4 separate regions of the Mus musculus genome follow, and all the other regions are linked to region 1. A link is a contact called in public HiChIP or PLAC-seq and Micro-C data. All regions are on one chromosome and are shown on one strand. Each heading gives the region's core, a stretch centred on a gene start, on an enhancer-like site or on the middle of the called end of the contact. The rest is flanking DNA. Distances are from core to core; before and after follow the strand shown. Region 1 holds the start of Emx2 (empty spiracles homeobox 2). Region 2 holds the start of Csf2ra (colony stimulating factor 2 receptor, alpha, low-affinity (granulocyte-macrophage)). Region 3 holds the start of Dennd10 (DENN domain containing 10). Region 4 holds the start of Prlhr (prolactin releasing hormone receptor).

The links. Hi-C and Micro-C count contacts between places; a contact is called where the count stands out from the background. HiChIP or PLAC-seq counts read pairs in DNA pulled down with a chosen protein or histone mark.
Region 2: a contact with region 1 is called in an H3K27ac HiChIP or PLAC-seq map of epiblast stem cells, with 6 times the contacts expected there. The contact joins the promoter of Csf2ra here to the promoter of Emx2 in region 1. A contact is called at or near these places in 1 of 39 promoter capture datasets (embryonic stem cells), 1 of 484 Hi-C or Micro-C datasets (embryonic stem cells), 1 of 115 datasets of contacts at active chromatin or transcription factors (epiblast stem cells) and 1 of 9 other capture datasets (embryonic tail).
Region 3: a contact with region 1 is called in a Micro-C map of embryonic stem cells, with 11 times the contacts expected there. The contact joins the promoter of Dennd10 here to the promoter of Emx2 in region 1. A contact is called at or near these places in 1 of 39 promoter capture datasets (neural stem cells) and 1 of 484 Hi-C or Micro-C datasets (embryonic stem cells).
Region 4: a contact with region 1 is called in an H3K4me3 HiChIP or PLAC-seq map of embryonic stem cells, with 7 times the contacts expected there. The contact joins the promoter of Prlhr here to the promoter of Emx2 in region 1. A contact is called at or near these places in 8 of 39 promoter capture datasets (3T3-L1-derived adipocytes, HPC-7-derived erythroid cells, embryonic stem cells and 5 more), 1 of 15 datasets of contacts at CTCF or cohesin (stem cell-derived epiblast-like cells), 10 of 115 datasets of contacts at active chromatin or transcription factors (astrocytes, embryonic forebrain, embryonic hindbrain and 5 more) and 2 of 9 other capture datasets (embryonic stem cells and embryonic tail).

The regions. Positions count from the first base shown.
Region 1 is chr19:59,456,755-59,460,736 of GRCm38.p6, forward strand. Emx2 (empty spiracles homeobox 2) reads left to right here and starts at 1,936. Exons shown (of 3, transcript NM_010132.2): 1 at 1,936-2,870. The coding sequence starts at 2,462. It also overlaps Emx2os.
Region 2 is chr19:61,226,677-61,230,658 of GRCm38.p6, forward strand. Csf2ra (colony stimulating factor 2 receptor, alpha, low-affinity (granulocyte-macrophage)) reads right to left here and starts at 1,742. Exons shown (of 12, transcript NM_009970.2): 1 at 1,663-1,742; 2 at 596-689; 3 at 354-508; 4 at 130-250. The coding sequence starts at 689.
Region 3 is chr19:60,809,725-60,813,706 of GRCm38.p6, forward strand. Dennd10 (DENN domain containing 10) reads left to right here and starts at 1,831. Exons shown (of 9, transcript NM_026437.4): 1 at 1,831-1,949. The coding sequence starts at 1,895.
Region 4 is chr19:60,466,530-60,470,511 of GRCm38.p6, forward strand. It overlaps Prlhr (prolactin releasing hormone receptor), which reads right to left and starts at 1,775. Exons shown (of 1, transcript NM_201615.2): 1 at 204-1,775. The coding sequence starts at 1,597. The coding sequence ends at 485.

The DNA.
Region 1 (3,982 bases), core at 686-3,185:
CCCTTTTTTATAGGGCTGAATCTAATGCCCATAATCTCTGAACTTGCCCCCAAAAAGGGACAAAGAAAGAAGGCCATCTAGAATAGAAGGTGAAATGATCTGAAGTCTAAGGCAAGGGCAGATTTATACCACGAGGAGAGCAAAGCTGAGGTGGAAACACTTTTCTCAACTCCCATTCTACCTAGGGGCTCCCTTGAGCTTCTGCCTTCTCACATGAACGCTATACAAGAAACGCACACAACCTGAACAGCAGTAGAGGAAAAACAAAACAACAACAAAAAAATCAAAACAAAAAAAAAACCCCAAGAAACCAAACAGGAGACCTCTCCTTATTATTATTATTGCCGGGACTACCTGGAGCGTCCTAAGACCCAGACCCTTGGTGGAATCAGGTGGCTTTCATAGTCCCTCTAGAGGACTTCACGTCTGTCTTCTCCAGATCTGCTTCTCCCGGGTCTCAGGCAACCTAGCCACCAAGCACAGATATTTTATCCCTCTTAGGATAAATGGCTTCGACCTGGGAGTAACAGATTTAAAGGACGCCAGAAAAAAATTATCATTAATTGTAAAATACCTGCTGGTACTTCACTTTAGAAGAATGTAATTGGCAAAGGGTGTGTGTGTGGGGGGGGGGAGGCGGCTGATGAATAGATAATAGATCTTTAACCACCAATAAACAGAGAGCAGCGCCAGCAGGCTGGGGGGATGTGATCATAATTATGCCTCAGCGTGAGCCAATGGGGACGAGAGAAGTCGGCCCTAAAATCATCCCAAAACCGAAGGCAAGCTCGAAAATGCGGACAGGGCCTAGGACCGGAGACACAATCCTAAGTGCCAGGTTGCGAAACCTGGATTTGTAGAGCAACCCAGCCCTGGGACAACAGATGTCAGAATAAAAATAGGTACAGTAATAATAGCAATAATGGGAACAGTGTCAACGCCACTAAGGACAATGGAACGATAACACAGTCATAACTTCAGCTTCTGACCTAGGACCCAAGACTCCTTTCCCAAATAACCCCACATTTCCCAGAAAGAGCTGTTTTGGGGACAGAAGTGACCACCCTCCAGAAAGGATAAGCAGAAACTCTTGGGTGCAAGCTGGAAGTCCACTGCCACGGTACAGGCGCAGCTGGCCCCTCAGGTTTGAACTTAAAAAAACGAACCAGCCGGGTCAAAGACTGCAAACGCGTGGACCCTGGAACCTCGAAGCTACGCTTGGTTGGAGGGGTGGGAGGACCCCCCCCCTCGAGCGCCTAGGAAACCTCGGGAGTTTTGCTGGGGGTGGGGATTGGTAGGAGTGAAGCGGGTTAGCCCTTGCCCGGAACCAGTCCCCGCCCGCTTACCCTCGCCGGGCGCCCGAAGCCATCTCAGTGACCCGGGCGCGGGCCTCCAGGGGACAACCGCAGCGGAGCTTAGGGTGTGAAGAAATCTGCGTGTCCGTCCGTGATTCAGTCCCATCAGCTCCAGCGCCGCAGGCTTAGGATCCAGGGGTCCGCAGCAAAGGCAGCGCAGCCCCGAGACTCTGCAGGGACCCGGGTGCCCCGGTGGGAGTGGTGTGGGTGCAGTAGGAGGCGGTGGCTGAGGGGGAGGAGGAGGGGGAAAGAGGAGGAGGAGGAAGAGGAGGAGGAGAGGAACGAGGAAGAGGAGGAGAAGAGGGAAGCGGAGGAGGCGAAGGAGGAGGAGAGAAGCCGCAGCGGGCGCCGCAGGAGCGAGGGAGCTAGCCCGGAGCGCAGGGCGAAGACACCAAGAGGTCGGCGGCCGGGCGGGCGGCTGGAGGCACAGCCGGGGCAGTAGCGCCGACTCCGTTCCATTCTGGGCCCGGATCCAGGCCTCCGGGTTCCCAGGCGTTCGCCTCCCTCTGACGCACTTTAAAGAGTCTCCCCCCTTCCACCTCAGGGCGAGTAATAGCGACCAATCATCAAGCCATTTACCAGGCTTCGGAGGAAGCTGTTTATGTGATCCCCGCACTAATTAGGCTCATGAACTAACAAATCGTTTGCACTACTAGTGAAGAAGCGAACACTTCCATGGATTGTCCTTGGACTTAGGGCGCCCTGCCCGCCTTTTGCAAAGGAGAGAAAACTTTTTTTTTGCCTCCCCGAAAACCCCCTCCCTGCCTCTAACTCCAATCTCCCCCCCCCCCACGCCACCTCGCTCAAAAAAATATTACCCCAATCCACGCCTGCAAATTCTTCTGGAAGGATTTTCCCCCCTCTCTCCAGGTTGGGCGCGTTTGGTGCAAGATTCTCGGGATCTTCGGCTTTGCCTCTCCTCCCCCTCCCCCTCCTTTCCTTTTTCCTTTCCTTTCTTCCTTCCTTCCTTTCCTTACCCCCACCCCCACCCCAAACAAACGAGTCCCCCATTCTCCTCGGTCCTCGCCGCGGGCAGCGGGCGGCGGAGGCAGCGCGCCGCGGTCGCCGGGAGCAGGGAGCCCAGCGCGCCCGCTCCTCGGCGCAGCATGTTTCAGCCGGCGCCCAAGCGCTGCTTCACCATCGAGTCGCTGGTGGCCAAGGACAGTCCCCTGCCTGCCTCGCGCTCCGAGGATCCCATCCGTCCCGCGGCACTCAGCTACGCCAATTCCAGTCCCATAAATCCGTTCCTCAACGGCTTCCACTCGGCCGCCGCCGCCGCCGCCGCCGGCAGGGGCGTCTACTCCAACCCGGACTTGGTGTTCGCCGAGGCGGTCTCGCACCCGCCCAACCCCGCCGTGCCGGTGCACCCGGTGCCGCCGCCGCACGCCCTGGCCGCCCACCCCCTGCCCTCCTCGCATTCGCCACACCCCCTCTTCGCCTCGCAGCAGCGGGACCCGTCCACCTTCTACCCCTGGCTCATCCACCGCTACCGATATCTGGGTCATCGCTTCCAAGGTACGTGCCACGTCGCGGAACTGAAGCACGCCGCTCCGGTCGCCTCCTTCATTGCGCCCGGCCTGCTCCGGGTGGGCGCTCCTCGAGGCCTGGACGGGCGGAGGTCAGCCCGGGTTCTTGGTTCTGAAACTGGGCAGCTAGGGGCCCGAGAGGCTTTGGTCCCCAGTCTCTGAAGCTCGTTTGGGTTACTGGCTTGCCCACTCCTTGACCCTTTGTAAAAGGGTGCAAACGAGGTGTCCCGTGGTTCGGGCCGGGGTCGGGCTGGCTGGGACACGATGCTGGGCGACGAAGCCCGCTGTCAAGAAGCTCTGAGCCCGCGAGGTCTTTGAATCCTGTTTCCCTGGACCGTGTTCCCGGCCGGTCTATCACTCAGGGACTCGGACAGGGCCACATGGCCAGGTTCACTGGACTTCAACTCTGCTCTACACTCACTCTATGTCCCCCCAGCCCAGACCCGCAACTTCTAGGTCTTCAACCCCTTTAAGGAGACAAGGAGACCTTGGAAACCTCAGAGCAAACTGTTTCCTTCCTCCTGCTCTGGAGGCCCAGGGAGGGGCGGGAAGAGAGCGAATAGAAACCTCCACAGCTCCACTAGTTCTCTCAGCGACCTGTTTAACCCGGGCACCCGCTGGACGTGGCGGGAAGTCGGGTTCCGTTTGGTCTTTGGTTGCTGATTTTTGTTTTTGTTTTTGTTCTTCCTGAGAGAAAGAAAGAAAGAAAGAAATTAAGAAAGAAATTTAAGAAAAGAAAAGAGAAAATCCAGTCGAGAGAAGGCCCGACAAGGGAAGATCTGTTTGGATATCTTCATTTTTTTCCCCGATTTAGTAATTTTGTATGCTTCTGGGTTGGGGTTGGTAAGAAAGTTAAAACTTTAGGAAAAGGGTTCGAATTAGTTTGCCGACTGCAGTCCATAAAAGACCTACCTCCGCCGGGCGCGATCGATAACGACGGGCTTTTCCATTCAATAACACTTCGCATTCCTGTCAGTCTAGACTCGGGTGTATGCCAGCTCGCCATTTTATATATTTATATATTATTTTAAAACACCCCAACAAAACAAACAAATAAACAAAAACCCAAACCAAAGTAAAACACCTTTTCCCTTAGCTCAG
Region 2 (3,982 bases), core at 492-2,991, 1.8 Mb after region 1:
CCCGACCGGAAGTCGCCAGGCGTCGTCGCTGGTTGCTGGCGATGACGACGCCGGTTGCCGGCGGTGACGTCATCGCTTGCCGGCGTTCGCGAGCGATGACGTCACCGGGACGCTCCCGGCCCTGCCCACCTTCGTTGACGAAGCTCAGCCTCCAGTGCGCGGCCGCGCCCCCGACCGTGCCATTGACATCCAGCGTGACACCGTGGTGCAGCGCCATCATCCTCCTGAACCAGCAGCGGCAACCGAAGGGCTGCGGGGGGGACAGGGAGTGGGAGGGTGGGGGAGCGCATTGGGGTCACGACCGGAAGTGACATCATTGCGGGACAAGGCCCTCTCTCCCTACCCCCACGTACCGAGACTCGCCGGTGTATCCCCGCCTCCCGCGAGGTCACGGTGCATGACGTCACCGTGACGTTCCCCGCGGCGGTGTCGCAGGCCCAGGTCAGCGTCCGAGTCCAGGGGTCGAAGGTCAGGTTGAGGGCGGAGCCGGCGTCCGGTGTGGTCGGAGCTGGAAGGGGGAGGAGGGTGAGGTGGCTCTGTTGGACGCGGCCCCGCCCACCGTGACTTCCGACCCCGCCCACCTAGCGTCACTAACCCAGAAGGGCCTGAGTTCCCGGAAGCAGTAGCGTGGAGAAGAGCAGGGCGAGCTGAGCCAGGGGGGTGATGTTCATGGCATGTGATGACGTCATCTGTCAGTCAGATGAGTGGGCAGAGCCGAGGTGTTATCCTGTCTGGCGCACTAGGGTGGGCGGGGCATTCTCTGGCCCCGTCCCACCCACTCACTACAGCATGATTTGTGGTGGGTACAGAGGCTGGGCTCTGCCATCTGAGCCATGCCCCTGTCTCAGCTCCTCTCTTGGTGACGTTATCCTATTGATTCCCCGTGAATCTTTGCTTATATGTGGACCCGCTTTGTCCGCGCGGTGGGGAGGCGGTCGAGGGGATCGGGGGTCGCCCTGCCTGCCTGTGGCCTGACTGTGTGTAGGTCAGACCCTTTCCCCCTCACGCTCCACCGCCGCCTGGACCCGCCTTTCCCCAACCCCGCCGTGCTCCAAGCTCAGCTGCAGCCACTTCCTTTTCTCCAGTCCCCACTTCCTGTCGGGCCAAGGACGCTCGCTCGCGGGGAGTGGGGAGGGCGGGGGCGGCGTCCGCGGGGTCTCCGCAGTCGGGCTTAGGGGCGATCCGCAACTCCCCGCTTCCCCCACCCCCCACCCCCGCCCCGGGCTTTGGAGGAAACGCACTTGAAGCCATCCCCCTGCCTCAACTCCACCATCTCCAGACCCCTGACTCCTGGAGGTGAACCACATCTCCTGACCCCAGTACTACACAGAGGTCAGAGGTTGCGGGGGATTGGCAGGCGGAGGCCACGCCCCCCAACTCCGGCTTCTAAGCCCCCCTTGGCCTCTGTTACCTCTGACCCCACCCCAAACCATCCCCAGGGCTCAGACCCACGGGTGGTGGGGACCTTGTACCCGAGACCCAGGGCACACACAGTAGGTCTGCATGTCCCACTGCCCCCCCCTTCCGGTCTCTCCGTCCCCTAGCCCCATCGTTTTCTAAACCCCAGGGTGTGCTGGGCACACAGTAGGGCCAGGTGGGAGGGGCTTCTGGGTGACGTCATGTCAGGCAGGGTGAGGTGGAAAGGGGTGGAGGGGCTCTGACCTGAGACAGGGGGCTTCCTGCGATGGATGGTGAGGCCTGGGCGCAGCGTCTGTGTCCGTCCGTCTGTCCGTCTGTCTCCCGCTTCCTCTTCCTCATCTGCAGGTTGGGAAACCTAGAGGGGAAGGAACAAGGCAGGCAGGGGTGGGTGGCTGGGTGGGGCCCGGTGACGTCACCGGGGGCGGGGTCCGAGTGTCCCGTGCAGGCAGCATGATGTCAAATGCGCACAGTAAGTATACGCGCCAGGCGGTTGGCCCGCTGTGTGACGCCATGCAACCTCGTGCAGTGGGGCAGCACACCGGGACGTGAGCCTACTGTGTGGCTGTTCGGGCGCGTCACACTGCCACGCACACAGCCTGGCTACACACGGTGTGACGTCAGTCACTGCATCTGACCCCTTGTGGACACAGTGTGACCACTCAGCACAGTGTGACATCACCGACAGTCTTACCCTGATGCACACAGTGTGACCACACATGTGAGCACGCGCTTACACAGTGGGAAGACTCTGACATGCAAAGTCTTGATCCTGTTGATCATATTGATAAGGGTTAGGTTCAACAGGTGATCCTTAGGTTCACATCTCCTTGCGTCATCGTTAATTTCCAAATTGGGGAAAACCAAATCTGGATGAAACGGACAATTTTCTACACAGCACAGGCACCACAGTTAAAATCACGGAAGCCACCTAACGGTCCCAGGACCCAGAACCCAGAGACAGCTGTGAAGTCTCCCACCCAAGACAGCCCAGGGTCAGGCGGGCCTGGTGGATGCTTCCACCCAGCTCATTCTGTGAAGCCACACACACACACACACTGCGCGGAGATGGACGTTTCTGTAAAATCAGGAACTCGTCACAATTTCTGTCCACAGAGGACTCATGAGAGATTTTCTGTCGTGTTTAATGTTCCAAACAGATTTTAAAAACTGGTAGAGTGTGTATTAATGTCTGCTTCCGAAGATGTCATGTACATTTAAGAGGCATTTAAACTATTATGAATTATTTTAATGACTTTAAAAATATCAATACTGAGTTGTATGTTTTAAGATAAATTTTATTAGTTTTAAAAACCTACATGGTATTGTGGGGAATTGCAGGCTGGTCTCCAGTCGATCTGAGGTCTGAACCCCGATAGTCATAATTCACCCTCATGACACGGTAGGCATTCCCTCATGCTCCTTACCACCTCCCACAGCCCCAAGAGAAGCATGGTCAATCTGACCTTCAGGCTAAACTCCTCCCCAGTTACCTAGCAACAGGGAAGACCATAAAAAGGGGTGCTTAGCCCCCACCTCGCTCTCTTACTCCTTTGTCCTCTCACCTCTCACTTCTCTCACTTCTCTCCTCTTCCCTTTCTCTTTGTCTTCTTCTTTCCTCTCCTCTCTCCTTCTTTCTCTTTCTCTCTAGCCTTTCCTCCCTCCCCCCTCTCCTCTCTCTTCTACCTTCTCTCTTTCCCCTGAATTTCTATAATAAAGCTCTTAAACCATAGAGTCTCTGCTCTGCTCCATCAAGGCCCACTGCACACTCTGGTTAGTGTTGGGAACTTCTTCCCCCATTCCCTCTCTCCCACAACCCTGGTGGCTTTAGCAAAGTAGCTCTGGGTGGGGGGTCCCGTGGCAGGGCTGCCCCTTGGCCACCCCCTGAAGAGTGGGATAGAGGAATGCCCACCCAGGGATGAGTAAATAGGGTAGGTAGCAGCCCTCCCACACCTGACTGACCAGAGAATAGGGAAACTCTGGCGGGGTGTGGGTATCTTTTTCCTATCCTACTTACCCCCACCCCCACCCCAGGCCTCCCCTTTATTTTGTCCCCAACATGGTATTGGTACAGAGGCAGACATGTTGATCAGTGGAATAGAATTGAAGAACCAGAAATAAAACCACACACTTATGGTCACTTCATCTTTGACAAAGACGCCCCCCCCAAAAAAAAACAATGGAAAAAAGAAAGCATCTTCACTAAATGGTGCTGGTCTAACTGTCTGTCTGTCTGTAGAAGAATGAAAATAGACCCATATTTATCACCTTTCACAAAGCTCAAGTGCAAGTGGACCAAGGACCTCAACATAAAACCAGATGCACTGAATCTAGTAGAAGAGAAAGTGGGAAAGAGCCTTGACCTCATTGGCACAGGGGGAAATTCCTAAACAGAGCTCCATCACCCTCTCATGTTAAAAGTCTTGAGGAGAGCAGGAAATCAAGGCATACACCTTAACATAATAACAGTAATATACTACAAACAATAGCCAACATCAAATTAAAAGGAGAGAAACTTGAAACAATCCCACTAAAATCAGAGACTAGACAAGGCTGACCGTTCTGT
Region 3 (3,982 bases), core at 581-3,080, 1.4 Mb after region 1:
CTCTGACCTGTTGCTCAAAGACAGCTTGGTATATTCCCTAAAAGTAGCATGCTGGAAGCATAGTGCTGTGGTACAGGTCTGAAATTCCTGCTATTTAGGAGTTTCAGATGGAAGGATTTTGAGTTCAAGGCTAGCTAGGGCCAATTAGACAGAGCTATTTTAGCAACAACAAAAATATAAATTAATGGTTTGCACTTTTCTATTTCTGTAGACACTGTTAATCTTCTTTCCAAAAGGCTTCATTCATTATATTTTTTTACACAATTAAACTCAGTTTCCAGAAAATCATTATGAACTGCCACAAAATCAGAATGCAATTGCAGTGATGCTGTTATCTTTCACATTAAATCCTAGTGTAAATGTATCTTTTATTCGCCTGTAGTAACTATCGGTGGTTTGCTGCCTCTGTCTGTTAATCTGGGCCTAGTCCTGGAAGCTTCTAGCCTCTGTACAATCTTATCTCTGCCTAGAATGTTTTCAGCCTCTGAGGCTTACTGCTGAATAAGCTCACCTTTTCTAGTTCTTTCTGAATTCTGGCTAGCTAGTTCAAACTCCTCTACAAGCTGACAGATTCTGGCTTCTCCTGAATTGCTCTGTTTGGCCTAATACTAACTTTGGCAGTATGTTCTAATCTTCTGGCTCCTTCTCATTTTTTGGCTCAGTCTGTTTTCACCTGTGTCTAGCTTGTTCTCTCTCTGCAACACATCTCTGTACAACTGTCCCAGTAAAAATTCTCCCTTCCTTTCTCTCTCCACTGCCCCTAAAGTAGCTTCCTTTTCCTCTCTCTTCTTGTGAGAGTTGGGAATATCCTGTTCTGTCAAATCTTTGATTTCACTTTGTCTACCACTCAACTAGACATCACTTTTAAACATGGGAGCTTCCTTCTACAAACTAACCTTCCTTGTTTGGGTTTAAAGTGTTTACTAAGGGTGTTTCTGAATTCCAGCCAGAGAGATTAAATGTGTGTGTTAAGGGCTGAGCTACACCACAAATAGAAACAGGTTTTGGTTGTTGTTGTTGTTGTTGTTGTTTTTTCTAGTAAATAATACAATCTTGGAGATCACAGTGTGATCAAATGTCCTGCAACATCCTAGAGCATCCTTATTATAAATGAATTCTGTATTTTAACTGTTACATGCTTGACCTCCACACCCTCTAAACTAATGTATTGAAATCCTGACTTTCAAGGTCATGACTTTAGGAAGTTGAGTCTGGGAAAGAATGCTGACCCTGACTTGACCCCTAGCCTAAGAACAGGGCCAAGGAATGGATTCCCACCAATCCCCGAGCTAGTCCTAAACTCAAGATTTGAAATCCTACCAATATCCACCCTGGAAAGCCCAGTCTCCCAAAAAACCCTGTATAAACCCTGTCTTTTGCTCAGTTTCCTGCTGTATAGAGGCTGCTGCCCCTCCTGGATTCACCTCCTCCCCCTAATTAAATCTCTTGCGTGAGGTTTGTTGTGTGATGTGACTTTGTGCTTTTTGGCTCCCAGGATTGGAGGCTCCAAAGGATTGCCAGGATACCTCTCAGAGCAGATCAAGCTGGGGACATCATCGCCTGCCAGAGCGGTGCTGTTACACTTGGATTGGGGAAACTAACATTTCTATAGGGGACCCTTTCCCTCCAGAGCAGCAACACATATTAGGTCTCCAATTATTTGTCTTTGTAATCAGTGAACGGACACTTCACTGGAGATCTTTAAGGTACTAGACAAACGAACAAGGACCTAAGCGTAGAAAGGCTGCAAGAAGGAAGTTTGGCCAGGAGAGGGAAGCCTGGGGCGGCACCTGTAGTGCCTGCTGCACCCTGCCGGAAGGGACGGGACTTGTTATGGGCGTGGCCAAGAGGAGGGGTGGGACCTGCAGTGCGGAGCCCAGGGTAGCGGCGGAAGATGGCTGCGGTTGTGGCAATGGACACCCAGCTGATGCTCGGAGTCGGGCTGATCGGTGAGGACGCAGGCTCTCTGTCTGCCAGGCCATGCCGCAGCTCCGCCTGGGTTCTGGGATCCCCCGGGCTGCTTCGCCAGGGAGAGGCTAGACTTGGGCCGAGGACTTCGGCCTCCTCCCGCCGGGGCTGACGTGGGGCCTGCGGGCGGGCGGGCGGGCGGGCGGGCGGGGCTCGATACTCCCGTTGACCGCCTGCTTTGGGACTATGGGTTGGAGAGCTAGGGCCCGGCTGCGTTTGTTTGCGGCTCCCCGGGAGTATGGGTGACACCCAGGGAGCCCCGAGTGCCATTGGCAGGACATGCCAGGAACTGGCAGAACCGATGTTGAAACCCGTGCAGGGTCATCCCGAGCCCCTACTCCCACGGTAGAGAACTTCGTGTCAGTTGATCCTGATGGCTCTGGAGTTCCTTCTTGGTCACATATGGGACCCCAGCTACTTAATAGGAATTCATATGGAGGAAATTCATAGGTATCTTTTATAGTCCCAACTGTGCGTGACCGTTGGCAGCCCAAGCAGGTGGTAGGTGATAGCAACGCGCGGCACGAATGAATGAACCTTTATGAATTCCTTTGAATAGTCTCTCTCCTGAGGTTCTAATTAATACAAGTAGGACACTACTGTTCCTGGCAGAGTGCAATCGTGTTGCATAGGCTTACCAAAGATCTGCTGTTATTATTTTTCAGGAGCTCAAAGAAGTGTCTTTATCTTGTACTCGCTTTTTCTTTTTGTGTAAAATTTAAATTTTTTTGGTGTGAATGTTTGCCTGACTGTATGTTTGTGCACCTTGTTTCCCAGTGGAGGTCAGAAGAGATCATCAGATCCTCTGGACCTGGAGCTCATATAGGTGCCGGAAATAGAACCCAATCCTCTTAAAGAACAGCTAGTGCTCTTAACCGCAGAGCTATCTCTAGTCCTCTTGTATTCATTTCTTCTTCTTTTTTCTTTTTTTCTTTTTCTTTTTTTTTTTCTTTTTTTGGTTTTTCGAGACAGGGTTTCTCTGTATAGCCCTGGCTGTCCTGGAACTCACTTTGTAGACCAGGCTGGCCTCGAACTCAGAAATCCTCCTGCCTCTGCCTCCCAAGTTGCTGGGATTAAAGGCGTGCGCCACCACCGCCCGGCATCTAATGTGATTTTTAAATTGCTTGAAAACAAAACCTATGTACCTCAGGCATCTTGGACCTGTCAGCACTTCAGAATTAAGACTGAATTAAACTGTGAAGATAAAAATGACTTACAAATGGCCAGGGGTTGATGCACACCTTTAATTTTAGCGCCCAGGAGCCAGAGGCAGGCAGGTTCAAAGTCAGGTCTACAGAGTTCCACGACAGCCAGGGCTGCACAGAAAAACTCGTTCCCAACAAAACAAACAAACAAAAACAAAAAAACCCTGCAACATATTTACAGCTCTTTAGTTTTTATTTTCCTTAGATTTTATTCTTACATGCACTTTAAAGGATATTTATTTCTAAGGTATGTGGTGGTGGCCTGCATTTAGCTTCAGTACTTGGGAGGTAACAAGTGGATCTCTGAGTTTTAAGGCCAGTCTGGTCTATGCAGGAAAGTGCCAGGAAAGCCAGGGCTACACAGGGAAATCCTGTCTCAAAAAAAAAAAAATTTGTTTCTAAGTAATGGGGTTATCAGAGGTATGGTGACATAAATCTATAAGTTATCAACTACTTTGGGAACTGAGCCAGCCCCTCAAGTTATTTCCTTTTTTTTTTTTTTAAATTGAGGTATTTATTTTGGTGAGAAAAGCATACGATTAGATGGCTTTTATTGTTATTATAAAAGTTTGGCGGCTGGGCGTGGTGGCGCACGCCTTTAATCCCAGCACTAGGGAGGCAGAGGCAGGCGGATTTCTGAGTTCGAGGCCAGCCTGGTCTACAAAGTGAGTTCCAGGACAGTCAGGGCTATACAGAGAAACCCTGTCTCGAAAAAAAAACCAAAAAAAAAAAAAAAAAAAGTTTGGCATAGTGGTAGAGCTCTTGCTTAGCATTTAAGATACATTGGGTTTAGTCCCCAGCAATGAGAA
Region 4 (3,982 bases), core at 525-3,024, 1.0 Mb after region 1:
TGAAATCAAAGTGAATCCAAGGCTCAGGTAGACAAAACAGTCATTATATCTCAGCTGGGGCCTTTTAAAAAGGTAAAGTGAAAATCTTCACCAACTCCAACACCACATTTAAATTCCACCCACAGTGTACGCAAAGAAAAAAAGAAAGAAAGAAAGAAAGAAAGAAAGAAAGAAAGAAAGAAAGAAAGAAAGAAAGAAAGAGAGAAAGAAAGACCTGCTACTGATTTATTTTTCTGAACCCAGAAAAATAGCTGTTTTGCTTTCAGGGGTAGACCTGATAAATCTGCTTCTCTCTCTCTCCCCAGGCTCTTCTGCTCCAAAGCCCACCTAACATTTCACAGAAACACAAAAACCAGACAAATCAAAAGGGCTGGGTGGGAATTCGCATGTGTTGGCTTAACTTTGGTGCTGGGAATAAGATCTCACGACGACCTCTGGGGCTAAGGGATATGAATTTCCCCAGCTCGGACCTGGCAGAGCGACATCAGATGACCACGCTGACAGTCATGTTCTGGCCATGAGGCACAATCTTGCGGGGCCAGGACAGCAGCATCTTGCGCAGCTCCTCTCGAAAGCTGTCGTGCAGCCATGCATAGATGAAGGGGTTGTAGCAGGCGGAGCTCATAGCAAGCCAGTGGCAGAGTAGCTGCACCAGCCCGAAGGCGTAGGGGTCGATGGCACGCGGGTCCAGGTCTCGCAATAGGTTGAAAATGTGCAGCGGCAGCCAGCAGACCGCGAACACTACCACCACCACCACCAGCAGACAGAAAGTGCGGCGGCGACGCGCTCGGTCCCAGTCAGCTTGACTCTGGGTCACGCTGCCAGGCACCACGCGGTTCCTCAGCTTCACTGACACCCGTACGTAAGACAGGAGGATGGCCAGCAGGGGGAGCAAATAGGTGCCCAGAAGCAGCCCCCAGGCGTAGATCTGGCGTTGGCGCTCCTGCGAGCCCCAGAACTCCTCGCAGAGGCTCACGTCGTGGGGCTTGAGCTCCACATGGTAGGTGTGCACCGCGGCCGGCAGCGCCAGCACTGCAGATAGAGCCCAGATGCCCAGCACCGCGTAGGCGCTGAGCCTCAGTGAAATGCGCCGACGTAGCGGGTGCACCAGAACCACATAGCGGTCCAAGGCGATTGTGGTGAGTGTGAACACCGATACATAGACGGTGACCGGCTGCAGGAAGAAAACCAGATGACACAGGCCTCCACCGAACACCCAGCCCCGAGGTTCAAAGGCATAAGCTAGCGTGAGAGGCACACAGGCGGCACACATGAGCACGTCGGACAAGGCCAGGTTGCCAATGAGGAAGTTGGTCACGTTGTGCAGCCGGCGCACGCGCGCGATCACCAGCACAAGCAGGCAGTTGCCCACCAGACCCACGACCACCACGATGCTGTACAGCATCACGATCAACCCCTTCAGCTGGTGCACCAGCTGCAGGCTCTGGAACGGCGTGACTGCTGCAGCTCGGGGAACCGTTGCAGACAGGTTGCCCTCCGAGGCCTCTGCGCTCTGGTTGGCTGGAGTCGAGCTAGCTGGCAACAGCCCAGAAGACAAATCGGGGTCTCCAGTGGTCTCAGTGGACAGTGAGGTCATGGCTACCTGTTCAAAGGTAATCAAAGTTGTCACTTTCCATCTTCCCTCGTGTACCTTTTCCCACCACCCAACTCCTCTCTTGGACACAAGACCCAGAACATCAAGCGCAATGAATGTTGTCCTTCCAGTTCTATAAAAATAAGCCTAACACAGGTTCTTTAAACAGCTCCTATTCGTGGATAGCTCTCGCGGTCCCCGGAAGGCAGACCGGGGAGCTGGCCCTACCTGTGAGCAGGCTTGGCTGGCGGGAAAAGGCTCTCAAAGGCGGGAGCAGACCGCCTGCTGTTCCTCAGGGGTCCTCAGCCAACAATGGACGCTCGCTCGGGTTGCTCTCTTCTACTAACGGATTCAGTAGTTCCCAGTGGGTCAGCAGCTTGTGAGGGGTCTGGGAGCTCCTCCCCTCCACCTCTTCCTGACTTCAGCTCTCCCTTCAATGGAAGATGGGGGCGGAGCTTACTGCCCAACTCTGTGCTTAAGAGGAGCAGCATGTGTAGTAGGAATAAGCAAGAAAGGGGGTGGGGCCAGGAACCTGGGCCCCACGCTCCAGGGTGATCTCCACTTCGGAAGTGTGCAGTGCCCCTGGAGAAGCTGTTCCAGAGGGGCGTGTCCCAGGGGATGACAGAGGAGGTGCGGGAAGCGCCAATTTGTGATGTCCACCAGGTGTAGTCTCCAAAGGCTGAGAGGATTTGGAAATAGGGAAATGTAGATAAACTAGGGAGTGAAGGGAAGTCCTCACAGGACAGCTCCAGATCCTGCAGAGCTCCAACTGCAGCTGACAGAGTCGCTAGAGTTTGGGGTCTAGCAGAGCTTTGTTATGCTGCACCTGTCGCTGGTCAGGGATTTTAGGGCTCTAGCACTCCAGTGTATCCTTTGAGCCTTTTGCAGGTGTGGTGGCCAGAGTTTCCTCTCAAAGGGAAAAAATCAGCACCACGGGCAGCTCCCCAGTGCTGTGTGGGTACGGCGCAAGGGGGCTCGCGACAATCGAAATTACTGCAGCTCTGTGGATCTGAGGCTTGCTCCCTGGAGCAAAAAAAAAAAAAGAAGTGCAGGATGGAGATTGAAGGGTGACTTTGGCTCCGATATGGATCATCACCAGGGACCGTGCCATCATTTACCTCCCTAGCTCAGAAAAACGCAGCCATCAGGCCAGTTTGTGCTCTATAAATTCACCCCAATATCTGAACCCTGCCACTCTTTGCTCATTTCTCTTTGTCGCTACAGCAACCCAAGGCGCCACCTGTCCTAGCAGAGATTGTTGAGTTCCTGACTTTCTTGTCCTCCTAGAATAAAAGCCCTTCCTATGTCGGTTTAGATATTTTTTTCTTTTTTACGTACTAGCGGTTGCAGGGTTTCAGAAAGAATAACAAAGGTGACATTTGAAAAGGTTAAGTTTCATAAGATCTTTAGTAGCATGAAGTTGTCACTGAAATATAAGTTAAGCTGCACAGTGAGAGGTCTGTCAGGAAAGGGGCTTTGTAACCACCCTGTTCAGAAGCCAGGGCTTCTGAAGGAGGCTGAGTTTCAATGTCTAGTCCTCTCTGGTAAGCCCTACTTTAGCCTCTGGGGCTTCAGATATCTCAGTTCTACTAGAAAGCTTTAACAAGTCATTCCACTCTTGAAATTCCAGTGAGTCACTCACACAAGAAGAAAAGTCAGTTATAGCACAAAAGCTACCCATTATTGTGCTATTTCCACTCTACACCCACACTCTCTGAGCGATAATACATGTAGCAGAAACCAGTATGAAAGTCAGAGTGGTAAGTAGTTCACGTGTGTACTGGGGCACTTTCCAGAGAAGGTAATTTACCACTTGCCAAATAAATCTGGTAAAGGACTATAAACACTGGCAAAGCTAATAAGTAACGTGGCTGGGATTTCTATCCAGATCTGCCTTACTTCAGAGAAAACCTCTGTGTGTATGTGTGTGTATGTGTGTGTGTGTGTGTGTGTGTGTGTGTGTGTGTGTGTGTGTATGTGTGTGTGTGTGCATGTGTATGTCTGTGTTTGTGTGTATGCATGTGTGTGGGCATGTGTCTCTGTGTGTGTGGTGAGTGTGTGTGTATGCATATATGTGCATGTGTATGTCTGTGTATGTGTGTATACATGTGTGTGGGCATGTGTCTCTGTGTGTGTATCTGTGTGTGTGTCAGTGTGTGTCTGTGTGGTAAGTGTGTGTGTATGTTTGTATGCATGTGTGTGCATATGTGTATCTGTATTATGTGTGTGGGCATATGTCTCTGTGTATGTGTGTGTCTGTGTGTCTCTGTGCGTGCGTGCGTGTGTGCGTGTGTGTGTGTGTGTGTGTGTGTGTGTGTACATGTGGACCTCTGGTATCATTCTTCAAAAGCTGTTGTTATTGTTGTTTTGATACTAGTACTCTCACAG